2 separate regions of the Sus scrofa genome follow, and region 2 is linked to region 1. The links are chromatin contacts, called in public HiChIP or PLAC-seq maps. All regions are on one chromosome and are shown on one strand. The core of a region is the stretch at or near the end of the contact, and the rest is flanking DNA. Distances in the headings are between cores, read along the strand shown. Region 1 overlaps CASK (peripheral plasma membrane protein CASK). Region 2 overlaps CASK (peripheral plasma membrane protein CASK).

Region 1 (5,816 bases), core at 1,657-4,156:
ATTCCCTTATTGTCCACATCAACTTTACTGTTTAATAGAGTTCTTTGAAACTACAGAAATGTGCATGTCTTGCTTTTTCTAGAAGATTTAAAGAAAAGTTCTGGGACCTGTTAGCCTTTAGATAATGGATGACATCCCCTAGATGAGTATTCTCAGATGTTAGTGAGCTGAGTGATCTCTAGGTGCCACCTCTAGAGACTCACGTCAGTGGGGCCAGGGTGGGGGGCAGGGGTCCTCTCTTTTGCCAAGGGCCAGAGGGATGCCAATGTAGGTGGTCAGAGAGCCTTTCTTTGGGAATTCCTGTTGTAGCTGGGAAGAGTCCGGCCACAGGCTTGAATTCTGCAGCGCACAGGCGAGTCAAACAGATTGGGGGCAGGGCCAAAGGGGAGTACCATTTTTTTCCCTACTATTTAGAAGTAAAGACAGTAAGAGGGGGCTCTTCTCACTTAAAAGCATGGAATTCACATGTGTACTCCTGGTCCCACCTCAAAACTAGTTCAATCTCTTAAAAATACAACAGAAACTTTAAAAAATAACTGGTACTATCTTCTGGTTAGTTAGCCCAAAAGACAAAAGTCAATCGTATTTACTAAATTTCTACCAAGATGAGAAATGGTACGCCAGCCACCTGCGATTTTTCAGGAAATCAAAATGCTTTACATAAAATATGTGCATGTCAGTCTCTCTTTTCCAGCAAGGTCTGTGTTCTAGGTAACACATTTCAAAACTATGAATCCTGGAGCAAAAGTAGTTCTGTATTTTGTTTGAAATACAGTTTTAATTGAAGTTCCATACAAAGCCACCAAGAGGAGCTCAAGACCTGATATAATAGAAACCCCAATTGTCATGGCTCACTAAAAATATACTTGACATAGCTACAAATTCTTATACATATCTTCAATAGGTGATTTTTCTTGTGAAATTTCTATCACTACTAGAGACCAGAAGAAACATTATAATTTCTCCCTCAATTTCTCCTAAGTACAAATTCAATTTTCTACATGAGTTCCAATAAGTTGCCTCCCAATCTCAGCTGGAGGAAATGTGTACTTAATATTGATGTACACACGCTTGGAAGATGCACATGAAAGAACAAGCTTCAGAAAATAATATTCAAACTGAATGTGCAATGACCAACAGATGACACCATTTATGCTCGTTCATATTTCTAAATATAGAAATAACAAATTTTTAAATCTCACTTAATAACCAATATCAAACTGAATAACACAGGTTGGAGAAGCTACAATTTCTATAGCATAAGCCTACTGTAAGAAAGGAACTTTGGGTTTATATTACTCTAGAAAACTTACTTGTTTACAAATCAGATAACATTCTAAATTTAAACAATTTCACAGAAGGATGCAAAAGCCTCTCTTTCTCTAATAAAGTCAATTATCAATTCCTCGCAGACTCCACATCTATCTAGAGACCTGTCACAGTTATTTGAACAACTCTATCTTAACAGAAATAGACCACTTCTCAGATTCTTGGAAAGAAGAACTATCTATATGATTTCTTAACAAGGGAAGTGAATGTACTTCCTGGAAATTTTATTGCAATGATGATCTCTTTTTTCCCCTCCCAGAGACTCTATTTGTTCTTTATTAAGCCTCTGTCATTATTTGGAGCTTCTCTATAGTTTGCTTCGATTCCAGCCTGCAGTAAGTTAAAGTGCTGAGGAGATCCCCGTGGAAGCAGGGCTGAGTAGGTGGATGGGACCTACTCTGTTCCGTTATCTTTGTTGTAAAATTGGTGTGCAGTGATCAACAGCACAGGCAGAAACAATTTCCCAGAAAGCCAAAACATTCAGCCATCAGCAGACAGTTAGTTAAGAACCCAGAGGAGACGGGGTGTTTCGTTAGAGCTATTACCTCACAGGACGATGACTGAGTGCGGTAACTCGGCACGATCTTGAAGGTGATACTCCCCCGCATTTCCCGCTGGAGGAAGAAATGAGAGAGCTCTCTTAACAAACAAGTGCTGCGCACAAAAACATGTCAGGAACCACAGAAAATGTGTGGATGCAATTAATGCAAGCCAGCTGAGAGCGCACGGGCCTAAAACGAACCTGAGTTCCAAGAGCAGGGACTGCTCCCAGGGACGGTGGAAGTCGCTCCTGGGAAAAGCCCTGCCAAGTCAGGGCTGGTGGCCTTGCTCGTGTGGCAATGCTATAACAGACCTCCAACGGTTACCTCTCACAGGCATGAATAAAGAAATCTCTAGGTGAGATGCCTTTTAAAAGTGACTATGAATTGAACTGGATGGCAGAACAAGTAGTTAAATAAAAACTATGTTTGGGGGAGGTTCCGTCGTGGCGCAGCAGAAACAAATCCGACTTGGAACCATGAGGTTGAGGGTTCGATCCCTGGCCTCGCTCAGTGGGTTCAGGATCCGGCGTTCCTGTGAGCTGTGGTGTAGGTCGCAGACGCGGCTCGGATCCTGTGTTGCTGTGGTGTAGGCTGGCGGCTGTAGCTCCGATTTGACCCCTGGCCTGGGAACCTCCAGATGCCGAGGGTGCGGCCCTTAGACAAAACAAACAAACAAACAAAAAACCAACAACAACCCTATATTTGGTAGGCTACATTATGATGGTCTACTCCAATAATCTTGGCTTTATTTATTACTCTAGTGAGTCTGTGGTGCTTATGTCACCTTTAATAGATATTCATAACACGGGGAGGCTACTACACTGTGGTGCGAAGGTGGCCCAGGAGCAGAAGTCCAAAACATCTCTCGCTGCTTGGCAGGGCCTGTCATTCTGCCCCATCTCCCCCTCAATCCACAGCCTAATTTGAAAACAGATTTTGGATATCTATGTCAAAAATTGCCTGGTTTACCAGGCCTTTTCTTCCCTCTGTGCTGTAGGAGAAATCCAATACAGCTGGCTATGACTCAGCTAAACAGGAGAAACGTTTCTGACATTGCTGATGTCAGCACAGTTGAGGTCAGTGGGAAACTAATTCACGAGAAGGCACAAGTAGAAAGGTTTTAAGTATTTGCTGGATAAGAAAGCCGAGACAAAGGATTGAAAGGAGAACATCCAAGCCCACGCTGCTAAAGATGGACAACATGTTTCTAAACTGTGCTGCATGTAAACATTTTCCTAGTTAGTTTGCATGAATGTTGTTTAAGTTCAAGTCCACACAAATGATACTACCAGAGATACTCTGATAACCCTTTATTTGTGCATTAATAAACAAGTTAAGGAACTGAAAGTAATCTTAGGAAAAGAAACTTTCATTTACTCACAAGCATTTTTTGCAGCTGTTCCACTGTTTGGTTAGCCACACTGATGCCATTGATTTCTCGAATTTCATCTCCGACATGAAGTGTTCCTAAGGAATTATACAAAATTATAAACATGCAATGATATATACTTTTATAATAATCAAATCCAAAGGCAGTAATGTAACTTTTAGCCTTAAGCTAAATATTGGAGGCCAATAAGAACCAAGTACAAGTTAGCTTTACACAGTAAACTCACCAAAACAGGTATATCTACTTATGGAACACACAGTTTTGAAAGAAGGCTCTGAAAAATCTGTTTATTTTTTGGAGAGAGGCAGTGTGTACATAATGGTTTAAAAGTACATCTTCTAGGAGTTCCCGTCGTGGCACAGTGGTTAATGAATCCAACTAGGAACCATGAGGTTGCGGGTTCGGTCCCTGGCCTCGCTCAGTGGGTTCAGGATCCGGCACTGCCGTGAGCTATGGTGTAGGTCGCAGAGCAGCTCGGATCCCACGTGGCTGTGGCTGTGGCGTAGGCCATTGGCTATAGCTCCGACTGGACCCCTAGCCTGGGAACCTCCATATGCTGCGGGTGCGGTCCTAGAAAAGATGAAAAGACCAAAAAAAAAAAAAAAAAAAAGTACATCTTCTAGATGCAGCCTGTCCGGGTTCATATCTCTCTCTGCTTTATCACTTGTTAGCTTTAAGATTTTGGGTAACTTCCTGAAACTCTCCATGTCTTGGTTTTCACATTGTAAAATGGAGATGAAAACAGTACTTATCTCATAGGACTGTGAGTATTAAATGAGTTTAATACACGCAGAGGGCTTAGAAATGTTCTTGACACAGTCAGGGCCATTTAAATGTTTGCTGTTATTATTACCATTATTATCTACCAAATATGATACAAAGACTGTTGATTTTCAAAGAACTGTGATATGATAATACCTATGTAACACTAAACTTACATTAGACATACTGTAATCTTTTAATTATTTGGTAGGCATTTCAGAGTCCTGTAATACCTCAATGAGAAAAAGTGACTGAGAACCAATGGTTAGGTACTGTTATGTAAAATTTTAATTCCTTATTAATCAATTGTGCACATGTTTACTTACTGACCTTGACTTCATCATGGAAAGCTCATGATATATTTAAGATATATATATATATAGATAGATATATATAGATATATATATAAAATGCTAAATAAAATAAGACACCTGGCATTTGCTCCAAGGTAATCCAGGGTGGTGGACAGTAGAGCAAATACAGATGAAACCAGTGGGGCCATGAATTTAACAATAATTCTACCTGGGTTATGGGTATGTGGGTGATTGCTGCACTATTCTTTCCACTTTACTTGAACTCACTGCACTGTTCTCTCTACTCATGTTTAAAAATTAACATGAGCTAATAAAACATAATAAATAGTAAAACACAAAATAAAAATTGGGGGACTTTTGCCTCCAATACAACTGACTAGGCACTCTAGAATTTCTCACAACTATATCCTGTCTGAGGCACATCTCTTGAAGTGTTACTGGTCTTACAAAAGGAATGCAGATCCCCAGGAATACTTCCCACTTGCATCCCCACTCGCCCCTGGGCAGTAAAGAACCTTGTGAGCTGGATCTGGAGTGGTGACAAACTAAGGGCAGAATGAAATAATGGGAGAGGTAAACGCCATAGCAGCAATGCCAGCTGCTGGCTGGATTTTTAACCTTGGGCCAAAAGCAAGTTAGAAAAGCTGAGCCTAGGATTTTGTAGGGAGCCAAGACCCAGATCACTGGCACTCTGCAGCATCTGGGAGAACAAGGAACAAACCCTTTCTGGAGGAAAGCATTCCCAGTTCAAGACCACAGGACTTAGACGGATTTGAATGAGCAATAAGCTTACAAAGATCACCAAACATGCAATAAAGCAAACTACCCTGCAAGTCATCAGAAAGAGAAAAGACAGATTTAGATCCTCAAGGAGGATACACATTGGAATGGTCAAATAGAGCATATAAGAATACCTCATTTTCTTGTGCCTTGCTTTAATGAGCCTTAAAGATAATGCATTTTTTTTTGAAACAAATGGAATGTTTGTGGCAAGCCCGTGTTGAGCAAGTCTACCTGCACAATTTTCCCACCAGTATTTGCACACTTCATGTCTCTGCATCACATTTTGGTAATACTCATTAATATTTCAAACTTTTTCACTATTATGACGTTTGTTATGGTGATCTTTGATGAGTGATCTTTAATGTTACTATTGTAATTGTTTTGGGGGTCTCAAGAACTGGGCTCATATAAGATGGCAAACTTGATTGTTGAAACAGCAACAAAGGATTTAGAATGTTACATAACTTAGTTGATAAAGGAATGGCAGCGTTTGAGGACAGACTCTAATTTTTAAGGAGGGTCTACTGTGAGTAAAATGCTATCAAAGAGGACTACATGCTACAGAGAAATCATTTGTGAGTCAATCAATGAGGGAAACTTCATTGTTGTCGTCTTTTAAGAAATTGCCACAGCCACCCAAACTTCAGCAACCACCACCCTGATTCATCAGCAGTCTTTGCTGAAGGCTCAGATGCT
Region 2 (5,816 bases), core at 2,159-4,658, 120 kb after region 1:
TTTAGTACTCAGTTAACTGTTATACTCTGTTTTGGTAATTCCACATGTAATTTTTTTCTTTTTGGTTGTAAAATATTTCAAATATACAAAAAAGCGAAAATACAACACCACCCGTCATCCAAATTGTGCAGATGTTAATGTTTTGGTCCTATTTGCTTAACTCTTCTCTTGTACCTAAACATAATCCAAAAAGTTAGACATACGAAAACTCATCCCGAGGTAGCCTCCTGCCTAGTGTATATCATTTTGATGTATATATTTATACTTTTATAACATAATTAGTATGAATAACAATGTACATTAGCTTTTGTTTTTAAATTTTACACAAACAGTATCCTTTTATAACTTTTTTCAAATTATGTTTATGTTGATACACGTAGATCCCACTCATTTATTTTCACAGATACACAGTGTTTTATTGTAAGAATAAACAACAATAGTTCAAGTCTCCATTTCCCCTAACAATGGGCCCTTAGGTGGTTTCCACTTTTTCACTATTAGAAACCACCCTCAAGTCAAGTCTCCTGTATGCCCTGTGCGCATGTGTGGAATTTCTCTAGAAGTAGAAATGCTTGGTTATAAAGGGTGTGCACATCTTCAGTTTATTTCACTTGTGACAAATCGATCTCCAAAGTGACTTTACACTTATCACACCACTAGTAAGATCTTCCTCTACCCACATCCTCATAAATACTTGGTTTTATCAGGTTTACTAACTTTCGCGGATCTGGGAGGTGATGAAATGGCATCTCCTTGTGGGTCTAATGTGTGCTTTCCTGATTACAAGTGACATGGCGCAGCAGCATCTCAAGGTTTTTTTGGTTTTGTTTTGTTTTTTCCCATCCAGGTTTCTTCTTGGGTGAATGACTTATTCATATCTACACATTTCCCCCTTTTCCCTGTAATGAGTTGCTTTTGCTTTTTTTCTTTTAAATTATTGAAATAATTGTTTATAAATTTTATATATTCATCTTTTGTGCTTTAAATGGGTTGCAAATAACTTCTACCCATATGGGATTGTCTTTTACTTTGCTTATGATTTTTTTTTTTTTTGCTTATGATTTCTTTTGCCAGACACCGTAAGCAAAGGAAAACATTTTCCAATCAGTAAATCTAGATGAACCCTGGCCCTTTGAAATATATATACTCCTCAAGCTAAAGAATTTGCAGATGAATTATCTTATAATTAGACAACTTGGCATCTGTCAGAAATAGTACATAGGTGTGCAAATCAGGTGTCCCCTGAGAACATGGAAATGTTTTCTCAGAGTTAAACTACAAAATTCAAATATCCGCTGGTGTGCAAACAATTTTAAAGCAATAGAAAGTCTCCTAGGCCAGAAGTTGACCTGTTAAATGTATCAACATATTTAAAGGAAGAATCGGCCATTCACTAGCAGGTTAGTGAGGGAAACTTGGAAAAATGGGGGAGAGGGGTTACTTAGAAAGATGTTGGTATTGCTCGTCCAAATAAAGTCCAGGGGAAGAGTCTTGACCAATGGACCGGGAGTATCATCCCACTGGTAAAACCATGGCAAGGAGTATGGTGGGGCTAGATCCAATAGGTCTTAGCCCAGTGACGTTTAATATTACTAATAATGAGCTGAGAGGCAGCATAACAGGTTAAAAGGGCAGCTGCTACAGGCAGACTGCCTGAGTTCAATTTCTGGCTCTACCACTTACTCTGTAACCTTGTATAAATGCTCTTTCTTCTACTGAAAAAATAAGAATGATAGTAGCAACTAACTCGCAGTGTTATGAAGACTAAATGTGTGAATAAATGTTCTTGGCCATTAGGAAACATTCAATATATGTTACTGAAATACTCAAACGCCAAGGGAAGATGGGGGAATCTATAAAATGGAAGATGACATCAGCACTAGGGAGATACACGGTAGAAGCTGACTTGGATCAAACGAGGTGAGGTGAAGCACTCACGAAGGGGAATTTAACCTCGGCTTTCACAATCACAGCTACGTCCAGGACAGGAGCTACAGCAGACCCATGCTTGTGCAAGTCAGAACCATACTCTGAAACGTGGGCAACTAGAAGAGGAGAGGATGCCAGAGGGACCGTTTGAAAGAAGGGGATTATTTATTCTTAAAATGTAAGATTAAAGGAAAGATGTTAGAGCAAAAATGTGCATAGCAGAGAGCAAGCAGAAAGAGGCCTGGTGAAGGATGGGAAGTGCACGCAGCATATCTCACCAGATTGGAGAAGAGGGTTTTCTAACAACTGCAGATCTCAAATGGAATAGAAAGCCAGTGAGTTATTTCTAACAGAAGTGTTTCAATAGAGTGTGGATCCTCAGCAGGCTGGGAAGGTAGCCAAGTATTTCGAGCATTTATTCAAGTTTGGATTAGATGTTCTTGAGATCCCTTTAATAGAAGTTTTGGGTTTTACAGAACATTCAATGCCTTAATAACGAGTGGCAACCAGGGCTGCCTGCGATCTTATTGCTGCATCATGTTGTGCCTGAACAGTCATGCCATCAGGTCCACTCAGATGTGTGCCGTTGTCGGGGGAGACCGGGGGACTCTCCATTGTGTGGTCAATGGTCCCCAAACAGTTTCGCAGAATCTTCTTTTGTAGCAGATTTGTCCCATGTCCCTTGATCAGCACCTCAAAGGCATCCACTAATATTTACTGCTAGAAAGATTGTTTAAACTCTATCTAAAATAAGTTGGTGGCTTCTGGGAATACTGTGACATTTATGTTAGGTGCACCGGTTTCTCTGCCTTCTTACCGACATTTGGCTTTGTTTCGTGTAATCAGAGTGGTCAAATGGGTTACCACACTGCATCATGAAATGGGGACATGGCACCTTCACTGTAAAACTGGCTCAATGGCGTAAACTCAGGTGAGAATGGTAATCACTCTGATGTGTGATATTTTCAAATTTTATCCAATGGCAAACTTCTGGACCAAAAGACAGTGTCTTCCATTAACTTTGCTGGCAATGCTGTTATAGGCCCTTTCCTGTTACAGACATTTCCTTTCTATGTTTCCTGCCTCTTCTCATGTTCTATCATCTATCAAGACTTTCTGCATACCCTCAATATGCCCTCCCCCGTTTTCTTCCTTTCCTGTACTCAGCAGCACGTCTTTCTCTTCCCCAGTTCAGTCTTATCTCTTTGTTTTACGACTTTCTCTTTTAATTGCCTTTCTCACAATTTAGTGCCCTCTTCTGTGTCCCCTGATCTGTCAGAAGCAGAAATGCTTCATTTTTTGTGTGGAAATTTGGTTTGTACTCAAAAGAAAAATACTGTTTCCGCTATATTAAAAACAACTTTCAGCTGGTTGCAAAGGGAACTGATGAGGTTTGCATGCATGTTCATATTCAGTTCCCCTTTGCGGCCAGCGAGACTTGAAAAACACTGGAACACACAGGGTCAGCTCTTGTGCGGACTGATTACAGAGTTCCAAATATATGTGGCAAGTAGTGAGAGGCGTCCGCCAAGTAAGTCAGTGAGGGTCTCATGCTCTGAGGTTGGCCCTTGTGATCCTGCAAATAAGTAAACCTCCAGTGAGAAGTACAACCTAGCGTGGTGGGGGGAAAAGCTACCAGAGGGGCAAGCTAATCATCTTTCTATATCCTTTCAGGCTCGAGTATCAGAGATGTCAAGCAATTATCTAGTTCTTAGGATCAAGTTAGTGGAAACAGACTTTTCTTCTAGTTTTAATGAAAAGCTAGATTAGTTCTGGAAACAGAAAAGGGCTATTTACAGAGGATAAGCAGTACAAAGGAAAATAGCATGGATTCATGATACTATTTTTTTTTTGGTCTTTTTGTCTTTTTAGGGCCACGCCCATGGCACATGGAGGTTCCCAGGCTAGGGGTCGAATCAGAGCTACAGCTGCCGGCCTACACCACAGCTACAGCCCCAGCAACCTACACCACAGCTCACGGCAACACCAGATCCTTAACCGAGGCTAGGGACTGAACTCGCGTTCTCAAGGATACTAGTCAGGTTCGTTAACCACTGAGCTACGATGGGAATGCCCATGATACTATTAATACAGGAAATAATCAAAAGAAAATGATACCTCCAAGACTGAAGTGGGGCACAGTGGGTATCCCTTTGCAAAGTAAACTTAACTTTTGTTTTTGGATATTATCCAAGAAACCATGGACTCTGAGGTATGCTTACTGTATTAATTCCTAAGCAGGAGCCAATGTACTGTACTTTGAGGGAAGAAAAATCTAGTTAGAACACTGTAGTCACAAGGACATTAAAAAAATGTGGTAGATTTAAATGCTCTGCAGCTCTTCCCATCCATAAGTGAAGTCTTTGCCTACCTCTTGAATACGAGCAGGTACTGTGATTGCTTTGACCAATAAAATGTGGTAGACATTGTATGGCATCTGAGCAAGATCTTAAAAGGCTTTGCGGCTTTCAGTTTTGTGCTCCCGGAACCCTGGGACCATCACGGTGGAAATAAATCCAGGGTGAAAGATCACATGGGGAGAGATATTCGGCCTGCACAAGCATCTCAGCTGAGGCTCCAGATACGAGTGGGCTAACTGTGGACCATTCAGCCTCGGATAACCAAGAAGCTGCATGAGTGACCCCAGGTGAGACTGGGAGAAGAACTGTCTGGCTGAACCCAGAAAAAACTGCAGGATTGAGAATGAACAAATGGTTGTTGTCATAAGCCACCAAGTCTGGGGTTGGTTTGGCATGCAGCAGCAGATAAATAATATTAATTTCTAAAAAGGTACCATCAAGTATAGTAAGTAGTTTAATCAACAAAAAAGACACTGCCTCAAATTATTTTGCTTAAAAGCTGTGTGTGTGTGTGTGTGTGTGTGTGTGTGTGTGTGTGTGTGTGTATCTGGGTGTGAAAGATACAGGGAGAGAGATTTACTTTCCAAACCACTGCAGGATGGGGAGTGGCAGGGTTACTGAAGATTTAGTAACAAACCATGTGTTGTCAGAGATTAAAAAACAAGTACACGTTACCTAATGAGACAACTCTTGGTCTCTTAAGATGAAGGAATCTACAGAGTTTTGCTAAACCGACAGGAAGGAATGACCACAGTAGAGGGCAAAGGTGATTTCTCCTATGCTTTCTTCATTAGGTAAAATATACTTTAAATTGCATAACAAATGACACATTGTTTCCGTTACAAGCCTTTTAGCATTAGTTGATTTTTCAAAACTATGTTCATGAATTGCTATGATTAAAAAACCTAAATTTTTTCATTGTTCCAAGTTTCTAGCTGGAAAATCGTGCAAGACTTCAGCCTTTAACAGCAAGTGAGGTTTAACTAGGGCTGGTAATACACTGCCCTCTGCTGGCCAAAGCGTTGCTAAAGAAAGGATTCTCTGCAGGCTATTAAAATTTAGCTGTAGTTGTCTCCTCTCCAATTGTCTCTATCAGCTATTTCTGGAGATTTGGAACTTTCCAGAGAACTTATATTTCCTGGATTCAGTATTTTATTTGTAGGTTTGTCAAAACAACACATTCTAGGCTGGTTTTTGATGGAGGAGGTGGCAAAACAGACTACATGGTAATATTAGAAACTATGCCACATATAGTACAATGTGCGAACTATCTAAAACACCAAGCCATGTTTAGAATGATATCTCAAAATAACTATTTCAAGTCTAATATATCTCTATCTGTCAGAACATTACAAAGATGAAACCAACATAAGAAATGATTTAGGCAATCATCAATGAGTGCTAAAATCCACTGGGTGAAAGGGAAAAAATATATTCAGAGACTCCAAATATGATCTTCAGATTACTACCAAATGGAAAGGGGAAAAAAAGTACCTGTACAAGGGGAATAGGTAGCAATTAATAAAT

The links. HiChIP or PLAC-seq counts read pairs in DNA pulled down with a chosen protein or histone mark.
Region 2: a contact with region 1 is called in an H3K27ac HiChIP or PLAC-seq map of alveolar macrophages. The contact joins two enhancer-like sites. A contact is called at or near these places in 16 of 47 Hi-C or Micro-C datasets (alveolar macrophages, blood, brain and 10 more) and 2 of 2 datasets of contacts at active chromatin or transcription factors (alveolar macrophages and skeletal muscle).

What each region holds. Positions count from the first base shown.
Region 1 is chrX:37,201,920-37,207,735 of Sscrofa11.1, forward strand. CASK (peripheral plasma membrane protein CASK) reads right to left here. Exons shown (of 26, transcript XM_003360270.5): 17 at 3,253-3,338; 18 at 1,875-1,943. Among named protein-coding and RNA genes, the nearest start is that of GPR34, 100 kb to the right of the region's middle. Within about 2 kb of position 2,907, at least 11 of the 83 cell types and tissues checked have an H3K27ac peak or open chromatin away from gene starts, as enhancers often do. A contact at or near this core is called in alveolar macrophages and retroperitoneal adipose tissue, where this site is marked.
Region 2 is chrX:37,317,788-37,323,603 of Sscrofa11.1, forward strand. The region is part of intron 5 of CASK (peripheral plasma membrane protein CASK); the gene reads right to left. Among named protein-coding and RNA genes, the nearest start is that of GPR82, 8.0 kb to the right of the region's middle. Within about 2 kb of position 3,409, at least 10 of the 83 cell types and tissues checked have an H3K27ac peak or open chromatin away from gene starts, as enhancers often do. A contact at or near this core is called in alveolar macrophages and retroperitoneal adipose tissue, where this site is marked.